2 separate regions of the Sus scrofa genome follow, and region 1 is linked to region 2. Evidence: chromatin contacts called from public Hi-C data. All regions are on one chromosome and are shown on one strand. Each heading gives the region's core, a stretch centred on a gene start, on an enhancer-like site or on the middle of the called end of the contact. The rest is flanking DNA. Distances are from core to core; before and after follow the strand shown. Region 1 has its middle 12 kb from the start of LRRN4. Region 2 overlaps PSD3 (PH and SEC7 domain-containing protein 3).

What was found. A called contact is a pair of places that touch in the nucleus more often than the background predicts.
Region 1: a Hi-C map of heart right ventricle shows a contact between it and region 2, with 8 times the contacts expected there. The contact joins two enhancer-like sites. A contact is called at or near these places in 10 of 47 Hi-C or Micro-C datasets (alveolar macrophages, blood, embryonic fibroblasts and 7 more).

Annotation. Positions count from the first base shown.
Region 1 is chr17:14,916,900-14,922,405 of Sscrofa11.1, forward strand. No RefSeq gene overlaps it. Among named protein-coding and RNA genes, the nearest start is that of LRRN4, 12 kb to the left of the region's middle. Within about 2 kb of position 4,147, at least 16 of the 83 cell types and tissues checked have an H3K27ac peak or open chromatin away from gene starts, as enhancers often do.
Region 2 is chr17:13,014,772-13,020,468 of Sscrofa11.1, forward strand. The region is part of intron 10 of PSD3 (PH and SEC7 domain-containing protein 3); the gene reads left to right. Among named protein-coding and RNA genes, the nearest start is that of PSD3, 370 kb to the left of the region's middle. Within about 2 kb of position 3,985, at least 4 of the 83 cell types and tissues checked have an H3K27ac peak or open chromatin away from gene starts, as enhancers often do.

The sequences.
Region 1 (5,506 bases), core at 2,897-5,396, 1.9 Mb after region 2:
CAATCTGAAACTTGACTTGCATGATACATTTCTGACCCAGGCACATGGAGTAGACATTCCTTTAGGGTTATCAAATATTGCATGAGCCAATTAAGAAAAAATGTTTTATTCTGTCAATCCACGAAATTGGTTTAAAATGATAATAAATATCAGTTGTACCCTAAAAGTGTTTGCTCAATGAATAATTTGATAAATGCAAAAATATTATTTTCATGGCATATTATAACATTTTTTCAACACGAGATAAAATGACAGTGAAGGCTAGAGTTTATACCTCTGACTCAAAGTACTGGAGTTCTATTCTGATATTAGGGGCAAATTAAGGTCACAGATGATTTTACTATGAAATGATGCTTAAGATCTGTAAGAAATACGAACAGTCTGGAAAAAGGGCTTTCAAAAGTGGGTTGATGAGAGAGAAAAAATCTGCTTTGCTTTGATTCCTATCTTCTGATTTTTGTTCCAGTTTCTCTCTCAAAAACAAGAAAGTTACTCTGGAGATGCCCAGAGTGCTCTCCTCCTCATTTCAGAACTGAGAAACCACAAAACAAAAAACTGGTTTCTTCATCAATTAAGGATTATGTACAGTGTTAATAATTAATTCTGAAAGTTTACAACTATTTAGAGAAACAAAGCCCCTAAGAGAAAAAGGGCTATGAAAAATAATTTCCTAGTATCATACAATAATTTCCTTGCAAACCGACATGATTAGCATGCTAAAGTATCATCATCCTTTTCTCAATAAGGAGAAATTTTTTTTTTTTTTTTTTTTTTTTTTTTTTTTGTTTTCTATTTGGAGAAAATTTTAAATTGCCCTTTCAGAGTTTAAAGTACACTGTGTCATAACGTTTCCTATCTGTGGATTTCTACAATGTACACGCCAGAAGAGCAAGGACTTTGCTGCCTACTCAACACTATGTCTTGACCGCTTAGAAGACTTCTTGATACATAGTGGTACTCAAGCAATAGCTGTTGAATGAATACATGATTTTTATTATAATCTTGACAGTCAAATACTTCATTTAGCAAGTTAGTGGTTGAACTTTTTAAAAACACAAAAAGACATTTTTAAACTCAAACAACTTGCAATTAGTTATATAAAATTTTGTCAGCCACACCATAATAATATTCACACAGACAAAGTAACAGTAGTACTGTCCATAATGGTGGCTCAGCAGGTTAAGAACCTGACATCGTGTCCATGAGGATGTGGGTTCAATCCCTGGCCTTGCTCAGTGGGTTAAGGATCTGGCATTGCCACAGACTGTTCTTTACTGTTCTCAGCCCATCATGATTCTGTCCTCTGTCTTCCACTTTAGAAGAACACAGACACTAGAAGACATAGCCCCTGTGGCATTAGGCAATGTTTTTAATTTTTTCATTAAAGTATAGTTGATTTACAATGTTGTGCCAATTGCACTAGACAGTGTTTAGTTGATTTACGATGTTGTGCCAACTGCATTAGGCAGTGTTAACTTGGAGATTTCAACAGTTAAATTGAACTTTACTTGTCACTCTCTGGAAATACATGTTTTGTTGAGGAAATTACAGCATGCAACTTCTAGGGGAAAAAGCAGGAATGCTAAAGGAGAAGAAATTTTTATAAGAGATTGCTATGTTTCGAAAATTGATGAATTATTATTGTCATTACTAAATGATCTCGCTCTATGGGGCAGTTTTTAAGACTCAAGTTACTGAGAAAACAAAACATTGAAACTACATTTATTTCAAGTTAATATTTCAAGTCATATTACTTGCCCCATTCAAGTAAGGTAGTCGTCAACTCTACAGATATTTAGTAAATAGAAGTTGATATTTCCAGATAGTTTTTTCTGGTAACAAGACAAAAAAATCTCTCTGTTATCCATTACTATAATAGGATAAAACAAAGTCATTTTTCTGATCATCTGCTAAAATCTCATTATTGTAAAATATTTGAAATGTACCAAAACATTAAGCAACTTTAAAGAACACAGACCCATTGTGTTTTAAAGAATAAAATTTCACAGAAAGGAATAAAGCAATTTGTAGTTCAGGTAATGTATTAAAACTAGAAAAGATCAAATATAATATATAAATTCACCTAGAGCATCACCAAAATTGTCCCTTGACAAATTTATAAATTTATGTTCTTAAGATCAACTTATCTTTCCTCTAGAAACATGGGTGGTTTGAATGAAATGCAATATAAGCTAGAATGCAGTGAGATATAAGACCAGGATTATGAGAAGGAAACTGAACCTGCAGTAAGAAAGACCTGCCTACTCTCACCACCATCCAGAGCCCTGAATGCTCACGGATAATGGAGCGGAGATGTGAATATGCCCCCAGCTGAGGCTTTGGGGCGAGTCTGTGTCTGAGACGAGGCCACAAGAGTGGGTGCAGGAACAGGTGCTATCAGGCTGTCTCCTCCCAGGGCTGTCCTTGTTGTGTCACATGTGGTGGCAATATGAGATCTGACTTTTAGGTTGGTAGCAAAGTGACTAAACAGATTGACCTAATTTCTGGAGACCAGAGGAGGGCCATCTGGATTTGTTTTTTCTCAGGGTGGCTTGGCTATTTGGGTTTGTGGTTCCATGCAAATTTTAGGATTCATTTGCTATTTTTGTGAAGAATACCACTAAAAACGGTGTTCGGTTGACTGTGGAGATGATCTGAGCGGTGCGGACACGGCCCTCCACAGCAGGACTGCCTGCCATCCTCCCCCTCCCCCTTCCGACCCTGGGCAGCAGTCAGCCTCCCCTTCACAGAGCCCCTTGATGTGAGACCAGCCCATGTGGGATCAAGGCCACACAGGCATGCCTTACTGAGGATGACCACAGCATCCCAGGTCAGAGGACACACAAGGGTTCCCTGAGCAGCTGGGACACAGGGTGTGGTGGCAGAGATGCCCACACTTGGGGCCAGGCAGGCACCGAGCAGCAGCTGCCGCCCTGTTCCCGAGGTGCATCCTGTGGTTCTACACCCCGGCCTTGGTAGGTTGCCCTTCTTGTGCCTAGTTAGAGGGACACGCATTCATTCATTCATTCATTCATTCATCACATGTTCAATTTCTGCTCAATTCCAAGCCCTGGCCGGATGATGGTTTGTCCTTGAAGACCCAAATCAGATGTCACCTCCTCCATGCAGCCTTTCGTGATCCCCACCCTTCTCCTTGCTGTCCTGGCCTCACCTGGGACCCCCACCCAGTGTGGTGATCGTGCTTTGATTTCCTCCCAGCCTGGGGGCTCTAGGAGGCCTTTGGGCCAGACACAGAAAGCTTCCTGAATGGATTCCTACGTGAAAAGTTCCTAAACCACTGAATGGAAAGGATTAAACAGGCCACATGTAGGTCAGATTTGCCAAAGGTCGCCTCCTTCCTCCTTCCAGGGCCAGGACTGTATCTTACCCTTAGTTCGTCTGGAACTTTAATGGTCCAGATGACTTCTATCTTGAATTTTAGTTTTTTTCACATGTTGAAGACATTTCCTGGTTGTCTCCCTCAGTGTTGAGAAACTAAAATGGCAGGGACCTTCGGTGGCAAGTGACCCAAGACAGGATGTTGAGGGGCCTTCTCGGTGATTGGGGCTCAAGGCAGCTAGAAGTGGGGCAACAGACAGGTGGAGGCATTTTCCACCCCTTCCCCCCCGTGACACACCACCCCCTCTGTACCTGACCAAACTGGTTGTAAAGGCCTGGGAACGCACATGTCTCTGGTTGATGGTGTGTCCTCAGGCCTCAGCTTTAGAGGCCACCAGGCCTAGGTTCTAAGGTCTCCTGGGTGGGACTCTGGAAGGGCCAGGAGCCCTTAGGATCAGAAGGGTGACCTGGGAGAAGCCAAACCACCAAGCCACAGGCAGTCCAGGCACAGAACCCCCGCTCCCTTGCTAGCATGGCTGCCTGGCCCCGGCAGTGTCGGTCCTGGGGCCAGAGGGCCAAGAGCAGATGCTGGTCCATCTTGCCTGGTGGCCCTAGCTAGAGCCTGGGGGGGAGTGCAACAATGGTCACTCCCTCATAGACCTGCACGCCCAGTCTCCGGGGAGAGAAGGACGTGTCCACACCTCTGCACTACTTGGGCAGTTGCCTCCAGCATCCCTGGTGACAGCAGCTGAGGCCCATCCCAGGGGAAGGTAACCCAAGCGCCAGATGGAAGGGACGATCTAAAAGCGGCCACCAGGTGGCACCCGACACCCGTTGCAAATGTCCCCAGGATGGTTGTTAATCGCTGGCCAGCTGGCAGTGACACAGCACCCTTTTTGGGTAAATGCCCCAGTTCATTCTGGGGCGAGGCGGGGGCGTCTTGAGTGACCTCCAAGCTTTGGTCACCGAGCTACCTCCTGGTTCGGCACTGCTCAGCAGGGTACAGCGGCAGCAGATGGACAGAGGGTGGCAGGGAGTAGGTAGTAGCTGGACCGATGCTGCTGCTGTTGCCTGGGAGTTACAATCGCTCCCCTCTGTGACGCCCGGGCGTGGGAATTCCACAGAGACCCTGGCTGCCAGGGCAGCACTAGTGAGAGAGGTCTCGGGTTCCCCTCCACCGTCTCTTCTCTTCCTCCTTCAACCCCCGCACCACCTTGCTTCCCCGCACAGGGGAAGGAGGGAAGGATGGAGGGAGAGACTTCGGGGACTGGCAAAAGGAACCCAGGCAAGCTCTGGGAGAGCAACTATGCAGGATGCCATCCTTGCCAACCAAAAAGGTCAGTGGAGAGCAGACATACAAAGCCCAGAAGCTAGAAGGGAAGGAGAGAGTCAACCCCATACAAGTGGAAATAAAAACCTGTCTCTGAAACAGACCAAGACAAATCCCAAACACAGCAAACAGCTTCGTAGGGCAAATGCTCTTGGGGTCAGGCCATGAGAACATGGGTTTCAGCATGAAATCCAACAGCAGACGGAAAGTAAATAAACACGAGCGCACGTGTGGGTGTGTGTGTGTGGTGTGTGTGGTGGGGGGTACATTTGTACAGTGCAACACTATGAGTGTATGTATGTTTGAAATGTGGCAAAAGTGGATGGTGAAGTGTAATCCCATCAAAAAACAAACAAACAAAAACACCAAGATATCCAGTCATAGAACTACTCTGGCCTTTTCCAAAAAACCACATATAGGGGGTTCTCTGATGGCCTAGCAGTTTAAGGGTTCCAGTGTTTTTACCACTGTGGCTCTGACACAGGTTCCATCCCTAGCTTGGGAACTTCCATGTGCTGCCTGTGGAAAAGAAGCACATTTGATTTCTTCACTGTCATTCACTATGTTATGCACAGTAGTGAAGGTACAGACACTATGTTTGTATATAAATTCAACTAAAGAATTTATGGAACATATTATCAAGAAGTTATTAACACTTAGGCTTTGAAAGTAGGCCTGGTTTAGTATACTCAATTCTCACAACCAGTTTGAAAGACCTTGAGAAATTACAAAATATTATATACTATGCACAGTCTAAGATTACAGCTCTCCTGTTTAATACTTGATCATGTCTGAACTCCAAAACATTCAGGATCTATTAATAAAAAGTATGTGGCG
Region 2 (5,697 bases), core at 2,735-5,234:
AAGTTCTGTTCTTACTTAGAGAATGAGGATATTACAGAATTTCTGTGGAAGTTGCTAGACAAGTGGGTTATTTTCTATTAAATGCTAGATTGCTTTTTAAAAAGTTAATACTGCTTTAATAATACTTTCAAATAGACATGTATCTGTTAATTAACAGAGATTTGAAACATAGCAGTAAGTAAAAGTGTGAGTCTTACTATTTACGCAGATAACGCTGCACACTTGATGTCAAATAAGCAAGGGCACCCAGGGCTTCTTATGCACAGGTTGAGGACCACAGATCTCGGATTTGCTTTTGTCTTCCATATTCGAGGAATTGGAAAGAGATTAAATGATATGTCACACTTCTTTTTGGCAACTAGGATATGAAATAGTTTATATAAATGAACAGTTTAATATTAATCTTGTTTTGTGCCAATCATGCATGATTAAAAACTGGCTATAGAGGCAGAATTCTCTGTAAGAGGGAGAAAATTATAAACACAAGTAAATCTCTCTGTATCATCTTCAAAGTCATGTTTTTAGTGATTATTCTGAGCTTTGTTTTTAAAAGTGTGTGCTACACACTTAGGCTTGTCTGTTGTCTGTTTTGTATATTAGAGTTTTTTTATTCTTATATACCATGCATGCTGTTACAAGTCTGTTGAATATATATAGTAGCTATCACAAAAACTAACCATGTGAAAATGTGTTTCCTTTCTCTTCCTCCCCTGGATTCATTTTATAAATAAATTCTCCTTCTAGGTGGTAAGTTTTTAACCCATAACTCTGGTGGAGCTTCTCTTGCATCATGATTGCCTGAATTATGTTACAGTGTCTGACTTATTAGCATGGCCCCTGTGAAAGTGAATCATTCAGAATATAAAGTGAATTATTTCTACCATCTTCCCTTTTTGACCATCTCCTTATGTGGTACTGCCTAGAGCATCAGCTCTGATTACTTAGTCCAGTGCCGGAATAGGCTTCTTGGAAAATGAACTAATAACACTTTCCTTTTCCTTACCATCATGTCCTAACAGCATGACCTTTCTCAACAGTACTGAGGCAAGCTTGTCCTCATGCTTTCAGTGGGGGAGGCCTAACCTGGAGGTTAACATCTTATAGCTGTTCTTTGCAAATCTTCCTGTGCTGAGAGTGAGGCATTGAAAATGCACTGGAGTGGCCCTTTGTTCTTCCTGCTAATCTTACTAATAAAATGGTAGAAGGTATGCTGATAAATCTAACACGTCACATGTTGGAATGCCTTTCTAGCTTTATTTTTCTTATTCTGTCATTCAGCTAACACTTGCAGTGTGTATACTCCATGGCGGGTTCCCTGCCGTTAGGGTGAAGGTCAGGGTTAGATCTCCCCTCTGGTGGTGTGGGTGGGGCGGAGCTCCCTTAGCGGGTTAACTTCAGAGGTGGTGGTGATGGTAGGTCACTGAGGGGCTGTGGTGGAGAAGCACTGGGAGATATTTTAATTACACATACTTCACTAAATGGACTGGGGGGAGAAAAAGACTGTCTACAGTATATACAGTGTCTTTGGGAGAAATTCATTCAGATGTTACAGTCATTTCATTGGTGCTAATTCATTGGTGATTCCCTTCTGTTCCTACTTTTAAAAATGTGAATGATTTATCGTTATTTCAGCAATGGTGTGGACTTACTTTTATCTGTCTACAAATGGCATATTTTCTTAGATTAAATAAGTATTATATAATCGTAGTCCCATTTGCTAATTAATCTCTTATTTTTAAAACGCCTCTTCTTCAGTGAAATATACCTGTCAATTAAACTTTTGCACAGATACATTTTTATCAGAACAAACTCTAGGGAGTTCCCATTGTGGCTCAGTGGTAACGAACGCAGCTAGGATCCATGAGGATGCAGGGTCAATCCCTGGCTCTGCTCAGTGAGTTAAGGATCTGGTGTTGCTGTGACTATGGTTAGGCTGGCAGCTGTAGCTCCAGTTGGTCCCTAGCTAGGAACTTCCACATACTGTGGGTGCGACCCTAAAAAGACAAAACGATACAAAACAAAACTCTAGAGTTTATTCTCTTGCTGTGACAGAACTAATTTGTATTAAATATTGTAACTATCAATAAGGAAAGAATTGAGACTTTTTTTTAAAGCCATGTGTTTTATCGGAAATGGTGTGAATAAAATGTTAGAATAAATGCAAACTTTTTCCTTTTCTGAACTAATTTTCAGATGTGCTCTGTTGACCACAAGCAGCCTTCTGGCAGGATTACTGCTGAGGCTGAGGACAGGTGGCAGGGCCAGGATGGTAGTCAGGACTAGACTCTGAGGTGGGAGGGAGCTGTAGAAATTGAACTGAGATGCAGTGGAGAGTGGGGTAGAAAGAGGCAGAGTCATTTGGCTGATTTCACAGCGTAGAGTCTGAGGAGATCAACAAGAAGGCGCTGCCTGGGTCAGGCTGTGCTCAGAGGCCCTAGCCAGGGCATTATTTTTAATCGAGATTTTCTGACAGAAGCTACCCTTTAACCCTGTGGCCTGAGATTTTTGGCAGCAGTTTTGTCAGAGGGGGTTGTTCTGCTTTCTAGCATCTGTGGAGCCTGCCCACCCAGTGTGAGGGGTGTAGGAGTGGAGGTGAGGTTCTTCTGGTCTGGTGGCTGCCTGCTCACAGGCTGGGCGTCCTGCACACCCCCATCCTGGGGATACTCGGCATCCTTGCTGTCATCTTCCATGGTCTGGTTTTACTGTGTGAGGCAGGACCTTCCTGCCATTTTTTTTCTTTCTTTCTTTCTTTCTTTTTTTTTTTTTTTTTTTTTTGCTTTTTAGGGCTGCAGCTGCATCATGTGGAGATTCCCAGGCTAGGGGTCCGAGCTGTAGCTGCTGGCCTATGCTACAGCCACAGAAACACAGGATCCGAGCCACATCTGTGACCTACACCACAGCTCATGGCAACACCATGTCCTTAATCCACCGAGGCCAGGGATCGAACCTGCAACCTCATGGTTCCTAGTTGGATTTGTTTCCACTGTGCCACGACGGGAACTCCCTTCCCGCCATGATGATGTTGTTATGGGTTGGATAAGGGGTGGAAACCGAGGCCAGTACACCATACTGGTAGGAGGAAGAAACCAAGGAATAAAGTATAGGTTTTGTAACAGAATAATGTTAAAAAGATGTGTGCAGTTCAGTTTGAAAGAGCAATTCATGGGAATTCATAATTTTTCAGTCTGTAAACTGTATTGATAATTGTGAGTTTCTCTTTTTTTGATTGGCTAAGATCCCAGAATTTAAAATGGGTCAGATATTTGGTTTACTATCAGAAGTGGAAAATGACTGTTATAAGAATTGTGATTTAAGAATTTTACTGCTTTTGCTTTTCTTTCTTTTTCTTTTTTGTCTTTTTTTTTTTTTGACTTTTTCTAGGGCCACACCTGTGGCATGTGGAGGTTCCCAGGCTAGGGGTCTAATTGGAGCTATAGCTGCCGGCCTACGCCAGAGCCACAGCAACACGGGATCTGAGCCGCATCTGTGACCTATACCACAGCTCACGGCAATGCTGGATCCTTAACCCACTGAGCGCGACCAGGGATTGAACCTGCAGCCTCATGGTTCCCAGTTGGATTCATTAGCCACTGAGCCACGACAGGAACTTCTGTTTTTGGCTTTCATATTGTCTTTTCTTATGTTTCCACCCTCAGGAGCACCACAGATCTCCCTGAGGTTGCTCGGTAGTTCGTTGTTCAGTACCTCAGGAAACCTCTGTGGGTGTCTGTGATTATCAGCACAGTCCCTGGCAGCTGCTCCAAGTGCATTTGGACTGCTGCCCCTCGCTCCTACAGAGCTGTCCTCTCTGTGCTTCCCTCTTCCTGTCTGTGCGGCCCCCTTTCCTCAGTCCGCCTGCCAGGAGAGCCAGCCCTGGCATGACTTTCTTTTTCTCTCTGACCCCTACCCTACTGTGGATTCCAGCCTTAGGTGGTCATAATTCCCCATAAGTCAGTGCTGCCTCCACCCCTCGGAGTCACCTTGCCCACCTTCTTGGTGCATTTCTTCTGTTGCAGTGTGTCACAAGCCATGTGAAACTCTGCTGTAAACATGTGAGAGAGAGACTGAAAAACATTTTTTATTATCATTAAAAAAAATTGGTTTGACCCCATGGGCACCTTGAATAGGATCCCTGAACCACACTTGGAGAGCCACTGTGTGTTAAAATACTATTTTCAGTTCAAAGATATAGATATCTTTTTATGCCATTTCTGGTTCTTTTTTCAACGGCAATGTAGGAAAGATCCCAGTAATATTTCAAGTATCTCTAAAGGTTGAACTTTTAACACTTGCATTAGCTTTGTGTTTGGGGTTTATGAACGGATACTTTGAATAGCACAGGTATAGCTTCCTGGTTTGGAAATTTACAAAGGACCCTGCTTTGCCAGCTAATTGTGTGTATATAAAAATGGACACCTGGGGGCAGCAGAACACAATTAAGCTTGTTTCCTAGAGAAGCGTACAAAACACAAGCAAAACAGGAGCTTTTAGCAGAGCTACAGAACTGAAGTAATTACACATCAGTAGTATGCTTTTTTGCTCCTTACTGTAACATGTTGGAGGAGGTGCAGTTGTCACGTGGGAGGGTGTGCCTGCTGTGGTTTTAGTATCTCAAGATTTATGAAGCCTTATTTTACCAGTGGATCTTGAGAACCTCTAGTTTCTCTAAAAGCATGTTTTCCACAAAGCTTCTCAGACTTTACGCTATTCAAAATGAAGCATTTTAGGATTATTTTGCTAATTCTTCAGCCTTTCTGTCCTCGTATGTGCTGTGGGCTGCTTTCTGGTGAGGGTGGGATTGAGACAGCCGCCCTGTCAGCAAGCACCCTCAGGATTGAGAGCGGGTCGGGCTGTGGCTGGAGCGTGGCAGAAGTTCCGTTCTTCTAATGTCAGGGAAGCGTGCACAAAGCAGAAACCTGGCCACAGTTAGGCTCAGTGTTAGACTGTAGCTTGTATGGTTTTGACATGATTTGGTGAAGAATGAAACTCTCCATCTTAACTTTCCTCCTTTGCTCTCAGTTACCACTCAAGTTGGGAGCTGATTATCTGCTGGGGTGGAAAAAAGGCCACAACTTGAACAAAGGGGAGACCTGGAATTAAGGCACAGGATACATCAAGCTAACCATGTGTGCACCCACTTGTGTCATGTCCTCCTGAGGAACCAGTGGCACTTCTGTCCACTTTCTTGTAGAATGGCGGTTGGCAATGTGCGACCCATGGGCACAGTCTAGCTTAATTTTCCTAAGTCAGGTTGTATTGGAACGCGGCCACACCCATTTGCTGTCTTCAAGCTAAAGTGACAGTGTTGAGTAGTTGAAACAGGAACCTTATGGCACGTGAAGCCTAAAATACTTCTTGCCTGGTCCTTTACAGAAATTTACAGAATCTGCCTCTTCCAGCCTCTTTCCCTTAGTCCATGAAGGGCCCTCCCCTGATCACAGTGGACAGGAGTGAGAATGTCTTGCACCTGCATTCTAAATGAAAAATGTGTTAACATCCAGGGTAAGGTTTTCAGACATAGTAAATTTATCAAAGAATTTCTCTCTAAAAGGAAACAAACAGAGAAAATACCTCTTTCTTTTGTAAGAAAATATATTTGAAAATGGCAGTATAACCATTTGGAGAGAATAGCCTTAAATTTGTCTAGGGTTTTTTTGACTTTTTGATTAATATTTTCTTTCATTATGGATGGTAACC